2 separate regions of the Drosophila melanogaster genome follow, and region 1 is linked to region 2. Evidence: chromatin contacts called from public Hi-C data. All regions are on one chromosome and are shown on one strand. Each heading gives the region's core, a stretch centred on a gene start, on an enhancer-like site or on the middle of the called end of the contact. The rest is flanking DNA. Distances are from core to core; before and after follow the strand shown. Region 1 overlaps kmr (kramer). Region 2 overlaps Ace (Acetylcholine esterase).

Region 1 (6,350 bases), core at 2,400-4,899, 510 kb before region 2:
AGCAGCCGTAATCCTGTCCAGATCGTCCAAGGATCTGGCATGCCGCTGGGACACCCGACGCAAGCTCTCCCGCCACAGAGCATCCTCCTCCCAGAGCAGCTCGCCACCTAAAACTGAAAGGTTGGTATGGACATTATTCGACGGGGTCTTGCCAGCCTCCTCCGTGTTTTCACCAGCACCATCTTCGTTAGGATTGCCATCATCCGACGGATTGCTACCACCAATCGTTTTACGAGCGAGATTTGTGTTTTTAGTAGTTGTGAGATATGAATGGACCACCGGGTTTAGTGCACCACCACTGCTACCACTGCCCTCCATCTCTGCCGGCAGATCCACAGATTTGTTCAGCTTGAGATTCTTGTTGCTCAGCTTCTCGTTGTTGTCCTTCTGCCCACAATAGATGTTCTTGCTATCGATGGCCTGATCCTTGTCCACCAGTGCGTCCACATTGAACTGATGCCGATCGATGGGATTATGTATGTGGGCAATGTTCAGCCCATGTGCATGGATATCCCGCTGATTGTTCAAGGGCGGCGGTGCTGGCAGCTCGGAGTAGTAATAAGGAGCCGACTGGGTGGATATATTGCTGTTATTGCGACTGTGGATAATCCGTAATGCCGTTGCTCCAGCTTCACCCAACTGCTGAATTGAGTCCGTGGAGGAGAGAAAGTGTATGTTACCATAGAAATGCTGCTCCTCGTCCTCGGCATTCCGGAATGTTTTCGGTGGCTTGATGAGATTGGTCAGGATATCGGCTCCGGCTGCCGCATTTGCATCATTCAGCAGGTGACTGGTGGGCGTGGCCTGACCGGTGGACAGATGCAAATGGCTCAGGTACGTGTCCAATTCATGACTACTTAGGGTTTCCTCAAACTGTTCGCTCAACGACTCAATCTCACTGATGGATTCTTGGGAAAGTGGTCTCCTCGAACGCTGGCGATCCAATTCGGAGTCCGATCTCTGGCGGAATTCCACGGACTCGTTTTCACTGCTTAAGGGCAGAGAATTATTGCTGGTACACCTCTGCTGTTGACCCCTCCTGCGATATAGATCCAAATCCGAGGATGTTCGGGAACTTGTATCGGTCAGCTGGCAACTATAGTTGGAGTCGGATAATGTCCTGGCGTGATGCTGCTGCGGCGGTGTGGCTGGAACCAATAATCTCTGCGGTGTCATCCGCACCTTGGTGAAATGGTCAGGCAAGGAGAGACGACTACTTTTCAGAGTAGGACTGGGCACAGCTTTCGGCAGATTCAGGGACGTATTGCTGGCATGCATCTTGGGCAATTGCTCGTACGATAGATTCACTTTGCCATTGCTATCCTTTCTTTTCACAGTATCATAGTGCTCGGAGGAGAAGATCTCCTCCGTTTTCAGCTCCTCCATGGGCGGTGGTGAAGCGGGAATGGGTGGTGGTGGCAATATCTCACTATCCGAGCTCTCTGCATAATTGTTGAGAGGCGTTGAGGCTCCCAAGTAGTAAGAAGCTGGCCTAAATGTGTCCGATAAACTGAAACGTGACCTGGAGCGCAGTTTCTTAGCCTCTAACTGCTGTCGGCTGCTCTCGTCATCCGCATCCGAACTATCGCTGGCCAAGGCCAGGGCACTTTTGGCCGGCTTAAGTATATCGGGCATGTCCTTGCCCTGTCGCTTCTTGGTCTTCTTCTTCAGGGTTTCAGTGCCCGATTTCTTGCACTTCTTTAAAGTGGAACGGCCCGAAGAGCAGTGGGCCTCTTCGGTGGCTGGCACTGCGGATGATGCCTTTACCCCTGCCAGTTCCATGTAGACAGGCTCCGTTTTGGTGGTCACCTTGAAGGCACTCGAACTGGTGCTAGCCAAACACATTATCTCGTAGTTGCTTCTACAATCCTCGTCCTGTATGCCCTTTGTCATCTCTACATAGTGATTCTCCTCCTCCTCCTCGGCGTACGTCGCGGAAACTAAGGTCAGGACACCCGGCTGACCCAGTTCCACTTTCTTGGGCGTCATGGGCAGATAGTGACTCTCGTCGAATTGTTGGTCCGTGGGTGTGATGGGCTCGTTAACATATATCTGCTGCAGTTCCCGCTCCTCAGCCAGTTCCTGGGATTCTACTGCCTCGACGACAGCTTCATCCTCATCATCTTGAGCCAGAGCTTCATCTATATCATCATCTGTGTACTCCTCGCAAGCCGTGCTGTCATCCTCATCCTCCAGCTCCTGCTCCTCCTCGTTCGATTCTAATTTCTGGTCTTTTATAACCTTTGGAGCCCCCATATCCTCCTCGCCTGGAATGGGTTTACTTTCCGCTGTTGGTGTCAGGTCCTCCTCTTCGTTTTCCTGTTGTTGCTTCTGCTGGTCCTGCTGTTCCTTGAACAGCTTTAGTTGCATTAGCATGGGCGTCTCCTCGGGATCGGTAATGGCTGCATTGCTGTGAGGGATTTTACTTTCGGGGATTGGCTTGCCAAACTCCATGTTCTCGTAGTTGCTAACCAGCTTATTGTTGTACACAGGCACATAATTGGCATTCTGAGGCGACTTGGGCGCCGTTTTCTTTGGCAGAATGGGTACGGGCTCAGCCTCAACATTCTCCTGCTCCTCATCCTCTTGCTTCTGCTCCTCCTCATTTCCCATCGCCTTGGGCAATTGCAATCTGAGCTTTGGCCGCTCTTCCAGATGTTTGGGTTGCACCTGAATAATGCGGGTTTTGCTGGCCTCGTGCACTTTCAAAATGGGCTTTAGTTGGAATTTCGCTTTGGTTGATGACGCTGTTGATGACGATGATGGTGTCGCCTCTGTTTCTGTTTGGTTGGGTGTCTCTAGATTTTTGCTACTACCAAGATTTGTGATTGCTAACGCTGCTGTTGTTGTTGCCACTATTGCCTGTGATGTCGTTGCTTTAGTTGTTGTTTTTGACGATGATGACCTTCCTGCCGTTGCACTATACAAGTTATCATCATCCACAGTCCCAGCTGCGATTCGATTCGTTTCGTTTCGATATTGTTAATTATTTGATGGCGATTATCGAGTTTCGATCGATCATTGTCGATCATTGTTTTACATTTACAGCATTTACAAATTGAGATATTTTGTTAAAGAGTTACCAAATTCAACGTATACACAACGAATTATTTATAAATGTTTGTATGGAAAAGAAGAAATATATAAAACACATTTGTATATCTTGCTGGTTGGTACATATGTATGTAATTAAAATCAATCAAATGGGTGGTCGATTGCGCTATGAGCCCAGATTGAGTTTGAGTTTTATTTGGTTTTTGCTTATTTATTGTTTTTGGGTTTTAGTGCAAAATTTACAGCGGCATTTAGTAGTGGAAATACCAAGCACCCGGTTGTCATGATGGAAAAACGAATATGTAATATATGTATATGTATATATGAATGAAACAAATCCGATACGAAACTACGCCAAAAATGTTTACTAAACCCATGATAGATAGAGATTTCCAAAAAACAAAAGGGAGAGATAGATTTATGGACTACAGAAATATTGGATTTTCGTTTTACACACTCCGTTTTCCATCGGATAAAGGCAAATGGAAGAATTTGTGTGTACTTTTGATTTAAGTTTTCGGCCAACCATTTTAAACTGGCCAGAATTTCGGTTCATGTGTTGCCTACTTTTTGGCAGCATTGTTAAATTAATTACTCGATACTTTTCAATTTGCTTCTGAATTTTGCTTTTGTGTGGGTGCGGAGTTCTGTGTACATGCCTATGTATATGTATTTGTATTTGTGTGCGCACGGCAGGAAGGTTTCGATATTCGACATAAATTGCTTTCTGTTGCGTACATTCAAATTAACCATATTTATTAAAACATAAAACAAGGCAACAAAAAATTGTAATACACACCGTGTATTAACTACATGAAGCTTTTAATTGTTTAGTCTGGCGTCTGAACATTATAAATTAGCATTGAAATGGTTAAGGCTTATAAATAGTTAATGGTCAGAGTTTGGACCAAAATGTGGCCTGTCAAGGCCAGATGAGGTCCTTTATTTATAGATTTCTAAAGTCCTTAAGCGGAAGGGCAACGCAGATGCAAATGCAACAAAGTAACCTGGGATGACTACAAAAGTAATGGAAAAAGCAGACATCTCAAGTTGTCAAGACTATAAAACATGCAACTAACTGAAAGCAAAAGCCAAGTCGCCAAGTAAAATTAAAAGTATAAATATAAATATAAAATAAAAAACAAAACAAAGTGAGGTACGCAGAACAGGGCAGCACGGTTAGCAACAGCTACAGATACTGATAAATAAAAAGATACAGCTATGGATACGATACGATACTGATGCAAATAGAGATACATACTACGTTTATGCGCGCGCATTAAATGCAAAAAAAAATGCAGTCTGCTAAACAAATATAATTCACCAAAACTACAGAATTGTTATTTTTCAATTGCATTATTTTTAATGCAAAATAAATATGGCCGTAGGATAATTGGCTTTAAATTGCATAATTAAACGTATATTTCAATAAAGTTGTTTAAAGTTCCAACGAATTTAATTTAAGACTTTGCACATTGCAGACAAGAATGAAGCATTAGGCTTTAATAAACATTTTCATGAATGTTAGCAATGTAAACCTTTATATATGTAATTCATTACTTTGCTTGCGCATAAACGTAGTTTAAGATTCGTAGAAGAGAGAGTTACAGATATAGACGTATTACAAAGGGACAGAGTTGAAGCCAAGCAGAATGGGGAATACGTAATGGAAGTCATCGCGGACTAGGACTCACCCTCATCATCCGAGGAGTAGTTGTTGTACACCACTCCCCCAGGTCCCACGTTGGCCTGGCTCTCGGATCGCGATCGCTGGATGCCCGATGCTGATGGTGGATTTCCAGCCCCCTGAGCAGTGCCATTTCCATTGCCCACCAATACGGTTTTACCCGCCTGGGGTGCATAGCGTGCTCCACTGGCCACCGCAGTGGATGCCAGCAAGATGTTTGGATTGCTGCCCAACTTGGACATGGCGGACATGTTGCTGCCGCCCTGTTGAATACCCTTGCGTGTCAAAGGTGACTGCAACATGCGCTGTTTCCACTCTAGCAGACGCTTCATGGACTCCTCCCGCTTCCGTTCGCCATCCAGATTATGCTGCGGCGAGTTGGAGGCACCTGCTCCACCCGTGGGCGATGTGGTCGTGGAATTGCCAGCCGAATAGTCATCATCCATTCCTCCCGATCTTTTGGGCAAACGGGCGCTAGCGGATCTCAGGAACTGCTCGTTCTTGCTAATGATCTCCTGGGTGGACATCGACGGCGGGAAAATGGAGCCCGGGTGAACATTCAGTGGCGGCAGATCTTCTTGCTGCGGCGACTGCAGCTGGGAGGCCACCGAACGTCCCTGACTGGCGGATCGGCTCATCCGCGGCATGCTGCTGGCCCCACCACCCTGCGCCTCGGCCAGAAGTTCCTGCCGCTTGTAGGCCCGCTCGTAGGGATTCTCATAGCCAATGGTGTTTACCCCAGAATTGAAATCTGCCCCCGTGGTGCGATAGCTACCCGGCTGCTGCGGCTGTGCGGCACCAGCTCCGCCGCTCTGCAGATACAACGCACTCTTCCGCATCTTGTCCGCATAGCTGGCCTCCGAGTAGTAGAAGCTGTCCGGTGTGCGATTGATGTCCAAGCTGGACTTGGGCCTCGGCGCCCTGCCGCTCTCCTGCTGGCTTTGGGCCACCGCCGCGGCCGCAGCGGCAGCAGCTGCCTCGGCACGAGCCTCGTACTCCAAGAAATCCGCCGAATGGGGACGCACTATGGCCGCCGCTGTGCGGGCACGCAAGTCCATGGTATTGATTAGTTGATCGGCGGCACTGGCCTACAAATGGGCGAAAAAGGGGAGAACGGGTAGATGTTAGAAAAGGGTTATGTAATTGCAACGGGGTAAATGGGCTTGTGAATTCTTAACTACTTTTGCACTCGTCAAAACTAGAGGCAGTCAGTTATGAAAAGATTTTACAAAATTTCAGATTTCAATTGCAATTTACATTTTTGCATACTATTTTCCTTAGACTTTAAGTTTAAGTTTAATGACCGTCTTTAATGGTCCATGCCATAGACTTATTTTCGGAAACATTTTCAAGTTTTTAAGTGTGGAATATTGGCGTGGCCCGTAACTTGTTTGGAACTTGGAAGGCGGCGCAGCTGGTCTCTTGGCCAGGAACCCGGGGCCATAAATCATGCACGCGACTCATTTCCCGGCTAACTTGCTGTGCCTGACCTGACCCACTAAACAGCTGCCCCACCCACCTAACCCAAAGGGGCGGCGAGTGCATATAGAGTTGCATTCGAAGGAAATTGTCGGTGCACTGGTGGCCATGCATTTAGGAGTGGGTGTAA
Region 2 (5,700 bases), core at 2,159-4,658:
CATCCTCAGCTTTCCCTCGGCGCCCACCATTGATGGTGCGTTCCTGCCGGCGGATCCCATGACGCTGATGAAGACGGCGGATCTGAAGGACTACGACATCCTGATGGGAAATGTCAGGGATGAGGGTGAGTGTGCTTACTTAAAGACCCGGTGCAGTACCTCCTCCTCCTTCATTTCATCCTCCTGCGAGTGACTTCATCACGACCATCCCGTGATCCACCTTCCTATCTCCCCTGGTTTTTTTTTCTGGGTCGTCCTTGCCGCCATTGTTGCATCCTCTGTGGCTGACGTCAGCGCTAAACTTTATCCGAAACAAAGTACTACCCATTGCCAATGTTGTTTGCCAAGCTTTTTAGCCCAGCTTCCTGCCTCTGCGCCCCGAAAAACTTTTACGCTGCAGCTCGGAGCTCTTCATCCATTTGAGATTTTATTACTTTTGTGCAACTATACGTATATATATATATAGTTATATATTTATATACACTTTTTGTTGTGGCCTGGCTGGCAGACAAAATGCATTTTATTCTCATCGTTTTATGGGCGGGAAGGTGGCTTAGCCGGGCTGCTTTTCAAAAATTTCCTCAGCCCATTTCGAGCACTCGTAATGCATTCGGTACTTTCTGTTGGCTCGAGTGCTTAATTTTTATGGTTTATTGCATGACACTGAGCGGCGAATCGAGGGGGTTAGTGGGTTTTGGGTTACGGATTTCGGGTTCTGCGTTTTGGGTTTCGAGGAGTACGACTGGTAGTGGTTACATTGTGCTCGGCTTAGTCCTGACTCGGCTGTCGCAGAACTGCACTTTGTATAGTGTCCTGTATTGTTGGCTTTTACGGCTTAGCCTTTTGTTTTTTTCCCCCTTTTTTGGCTTCGCACACAAATTGCGAATTTTGCGAACTTTAAATTTCAAGTGCGGCAAGTGTAAATGGATTGCCAGCTTACGAGTATATATAGCAAGGTATTTTTAGTTAAGTTAACAGATACTTACGTGTCCTTAGGGCAAGTAAAACGAGATACATTTCGATGGTTAAATAGGTTTATGATTCATTTTCACTACAGTTTAAACATATTGTTCCTTTACCCCTTAAAAATAAGGATTCTGCGGACTAAGGATGTAGAACATGCTTATGCTACATTTTAAATGCCGAGTGAGGCATGTGTCAACGCACCGGAATTGCCGGAGTCAAAATACAGAAAAAAATATAAAATGCCGCCGAAACTTGCCAGACTCGCCCACGCGAATTGCGGTGACCCCGGGAAAAAAGGAAAAACATCCGAACGCACACACTAACTATACACACACACACACACACACGCACTGGAATGTGGCGCTCAGCTGTGCGGGACGGCATCATAAATTATTTAAATATATATTCCGCTCAGGTGACAGCGGGAGGCGGTGGTCGATGGGTTGTGGGCGATGGGCTGTGGGTGGTGGGTGGTGGGTGGTGTCAGTGTGGCGGTAGGAGGTCTGCGGAAAAGCGAAAGCAAAAAGCGAGCCCTCAACTTGATGGGCGGAACGGGACGCGTGAGTGGCACACGTGCCGCAGCATTATTGAGTGACAAAGGGGACTGGTTTTATTAAAGCGGGGCAGCAAACTATTAGTAATGAAAGTTGAGTTAAAGTTCTGCTGTAATCATTTCGTATTACCTTTCGAGAAAAATGTTTAACCGACATAAATTAATATTAAAACTTTTAACGATTGGGGTCCATTTCAATTTAAAGTTTACATATTGAAACCAAACTCAATTTATTAAACCCTATATGAATCTGAATTAAGTGTAAAGAGCAGTATACAAATGACTGTGCAGGAAATATGTGTTTAAAATATAATTGAATTATTTATGTGGCAGGAAAAGCAAATGCATTTGCATTAAATTAGTATTAAATACATTCATTTTTATCGTTGTGGATTTGATTTCTTATTTATTTCCATCCAAGTAATTCTTGTTCGCAAAAGTTTTAATCCGATTATTTTATACAAACTGTATTTAAAACGTGAGAAAGGAAGAATAATTTGCTCTTAAATATTTTCCCATTAAATGTTCCAAGCCCCGGTTTTAAATTTGCAGCTACTAGAGCTAGCTACTCAACTAGACAGTTAATCAGAATATAAAATTGAAAATGCAACCATTTATTAGATAAATCACCGTTAAGTGTGGTGAGAACCTGCCGTTCTGCGAAATGCTGCTGTTGATTCTCCCATAATTTTCCCCACTTTCCTTATCCGCATTCACTGCCTGTTGTTTTCCTCTCAATCTGGGGCGTAACTCTTTGTGTGCATTGTGCTGCCAGCTTTTCCGTGCCAGGCCGTGTAAGTGGCGCACTTGTAACAAATTTTCCGTTTGCGTTTTCCTTTTCTTATTATTTCGCGAGACGCCACCGCAGGATGTCGTTGGGTGGTGTTTTGGGTGGGTGGTGTTGGGTGGCAGGTTCTTTTTGGGAGGGCTGGGTTGTGTTTTTCGTATAAGAGATTGAAGAAGATTCTCGGTGCTTTTGTGCCAGTTCGTGCTTTGGCTTTCCTTTCGATTTTCTTGTTGCTGTTGGCCAGTCATCTACTGGCGCTAGTGTTTTTGGTGTTGCGGCTGCTAGTTGCTGTTGTTGCGGCTCCTGTCTTGCCAGGAGCAGAATAAGCCAGCACAGCAGACACGTGTGCTTTTCTGCTCACTTTCACTCATTGCTCACAGCTGCTGCTTTCCGCTTTCTCTCTGCTCCTGGCTCCTGCTCTCTCACCGCTCACCGTTCTCTTTTCTCTTTTTTCTCTTGGCCAAAAAGGTGTAGGTGTGCGTGCATGGCCGCCAGGCAACTGCCACCATTTTCCATGGGTACAAGTGCCGTTACTCAGCTGAGCGTGTGTGCGTATGTGAGTTTGGCTCTGGTGTTTGTGCTGGTGTTTGTGAGTTCAAGGTCATCTAGCATTTGCAACAATACGAATACAAATTCAAATACATTACGATGAGCCGCGTACATGAAAGCATCCTATTCTGTTTGTTTTTGACAAATTCGCTCGTCCTTCGTCCCTTTTACATACATACATGCTATAAACATATTATATAAATATATATTTATATTTATTTGAGTGCGTTGGAGTGTGTGCGTTTGGCTAATGGTTATCCTAAATAAAATATTAGTGTAGTTCAACTAATTGACCTGCATGTGGTTTTAGCAAATTAGTTGGTATTTAGAAATGGATACGGAGTGCACTTTTAAATGTATTAAATATACGCCAAAAATAAGCTATTTATATTTAGGTGGAGTACGCAAGTAACTTGATTTCACATCCCACGACTTGAAAATCTCTTGAAATTATGAGGTACTTTAATATCAAATGGATTAAAGAGAATTAACAATTTTCCCTGAGCAGAGAAGCTTTCAAGTGCATCCCAAAAGTATGCAATGAACTCGAGACGTCATCTTTTCGCTGCTTAAATAATTCACTTTTGGTGGCAAGTCCTCTGCCTTGCGATTGCATGCCATCCTGAGTGAGTATGTGTACGTTCCTTGCTGTGCTTGTTTGTGTTTGTATGTGTATGTGTGGTGGTGCCTCCTTCGCTTGTGTGTGTGCAAGACAGCTTGTTTGCTCGTTAATTGCTTCGCGTTCCGAGACGGCCAACTTATCGCTGGCTCCGTAGTTGTAGTCCTGAGTCCTGAATTTCGCCTCTAGCGTTTCCAACGTTCCGCTGAATCAGTTGGGCCGCGTTGTTGTTGTTGCTGCTGCTAACTCAATTATACACTCATTAAAACCGTATTTACATTTCGCTTATGTGTGTGAGGGAGTGAGTGAGATTTTCCGCAAAAAAACAGCACAGAAATTTGTGGCCACAGAGTGAGTGTGTTGTTGGCAATTTAATTAAAAGCGTATGCCCGACATACAGTAATATTTGAAAAGCGCAAGGTCGTTCCGGCGTGTAGTAAAATAATTTATTCAGATTATATGACTTTTCCAAATCTGTGTGCTGTATAAATGGTGCGCCCATAACTCTATAAGATGCACCATTCAGACGCTATTAAATTATTCGATTTCAAAACCCTTAAGCGATCCATCCCCTCTTTAATGTAAATATATTTCCTGGCCCCCCCCCCCCCCCCCATCGTGTGGAAAGCATACTTATCGACTTTGGTAAGCGACCGTTTCAGGCAGCTCGTTCAATATTGTTTGCAATTCAAGTCAAAGCTCCTCGTGCCTGGCTTTGCATAAGGTTTTGACCTTAATGGAATCGAAGCAAACATAAACACAGTGGGCCAGCAAGATAAATTGGGAATGGGTTGCACGTGCCCTCGTCCCACACAAACACAGATACTCGACTATGTGTCCTGATGTTGCTGCCGCAAGTGTTGCTGCTGCTGCTGTTGCTGTTGTGTTGCTGCCGTCGCCGCTCATAGGCAGCAATTATGGTTCGTTAGTGTGGCCCGTATTTGAAGTGTGCGACAAAGACAAAAGCCGGAGAGAACAACAACTGGGCCAACAACAAGTGCCATAAAAATTAAGTTAATAAAAGGCAACGACGAGCCGCTTTGTTCTATCGTCCTGCCTGTTGTACCTCGTGTTTTAAGAGAGAGAGAGAGGTATTGTTTGTTGATTATGAGAAATCGTGTGAGATGTGTCCCAAAACTCCGCTTGTTATTAATTCGATATTAGTTTTTTTAGTAGTAATAGTCTGGCAGAAAAGGTATTCGATACCTCATTCACGTTCTGCTGAGCTAGGGAAGTAACCAACCCTTCTATCGGGCTGACTTCTAAGGAATAGGGTATATGGCAGTCGACTTGACTTTTTTCTTAGTTCATGCTTCTGTTTTTGTAGTGGGCACAAGTTTTGGTTTATTCTATTTTGCACTTACAACTCCTCGGCTTCTGAAACTGTTATGATTGCTGCTGCTGTTGTTGCTGCTGCTGCTGATGTCGTAGGTGTTGCTGCTGCGCCTGTTGTTGGTGCGGCTGCTGGGTCTAAGGACTTGGGGTTAATGCTGAGCGCGGTGTCCTTGGCACGGCCCCTCCATTGTGAGTCGGCATCTTGAAGCGCCGCCTGTAGTGGTAATTGTTTTTCCAGATTGGCCAGCATCCCTCTTCGCGTCACTTTTCACCCAGCATTGTTATGACATGACCTCGCATGGGTTAAACATTTATTTCCCTTTTCTATTTCGCAGGCACTTACTTCTTGCTGTACGATTTCATCGATTACTTCGATAAGGACGATGCCACGGCCCTGCCACGGGACAAATACCTGGAAATTATGAACAATATTTTTGGCAAGGCAACGCAAGCGGAACGCGAGGCCATCATTTTCCAGGTAATTATTAAATACGCACTGGCATTCTATGATGAATAAGCAACTGCAAAAGACAGATGCACTGAAGAAAATTTATTTTATTTTTGAAATTATGCATACCAATTCGCATTTCAAGGCCTTAGGAATATTATATTATAATATAATATATAATGTATTAAAATATCACATTCCCCGTAGTATCTTATAGAATTTTGTTGATTTATACTTATGTATATTGCGAATATTTTTTAAAGTACACATCCCCCGAAGTGCATTAGTGCAACGTGCAACTGCTCCGTGTCACCAGCAGCATCGCTGCATGTGCTAAACATGTTAAATGCGACGTCAACGGAGACGGCTGGCTGATTGAATTGCATTTAGTGGCTTTATTCATTTACTCTGCCCTGTCGCCGGTTAATTTCATTTCGCGGCAT

What was found. A called contact is a pair of places that touch in the nucleus more often than the background predicts.
Region 1: a contact with region 2 is called in a Hi-C map of the Kc167 cell line, with 1.5 times the contacts expected there. The contact joins two enhancer-like sites. A contact is called at or near these places in 3 of 107 Hi-C or Micro-C datasets (the Kc167 cell line and larval brain).

Annotation. Positions count from the first base shown.
Region 1 is chr3R:13,748,845-13,755,194 of dm6, reverse strand. It overlaps kmr (kramer), which reads right to left. Exons shown (of 16, transcript NM_142053.2): 5 at 4,749-5,829; 6 at 1-113. Among named protein-coding and RNA genes, the nearest start is that of CG9312, 14 kb to the left of the region's middle. Within about 2 kb of position 3,649, at least 6 of the 39 cell types and tissues checked have an H3K27ac peak or open chromatin away from gene starts, as enhancers often do. A contact at or near this core is called in the Kc167 cell line, where this site is marked.
Region 2 is chr3R:13,237,644-13,243,343 of dm6, reverse strand. It overlaps Ace (Acetylcholine esterase), which reads left to right. Exons shown (of 10, transcript NM_001275601.1): 5 at 1-125; 6 at 5,145-5,287. Among named protein-coding and RNA genes, the nearest start is that of Ace, 18 kb to the left of the region's middle. Within about 2 kb of position 3,408, at least 17 of the 39 cell types and tissues checked have an H3K27ac peak or open chromatin away from gene starts, as enhancers often do. A contact at or near this core is called in the Kc167 cell line, where this site is marked.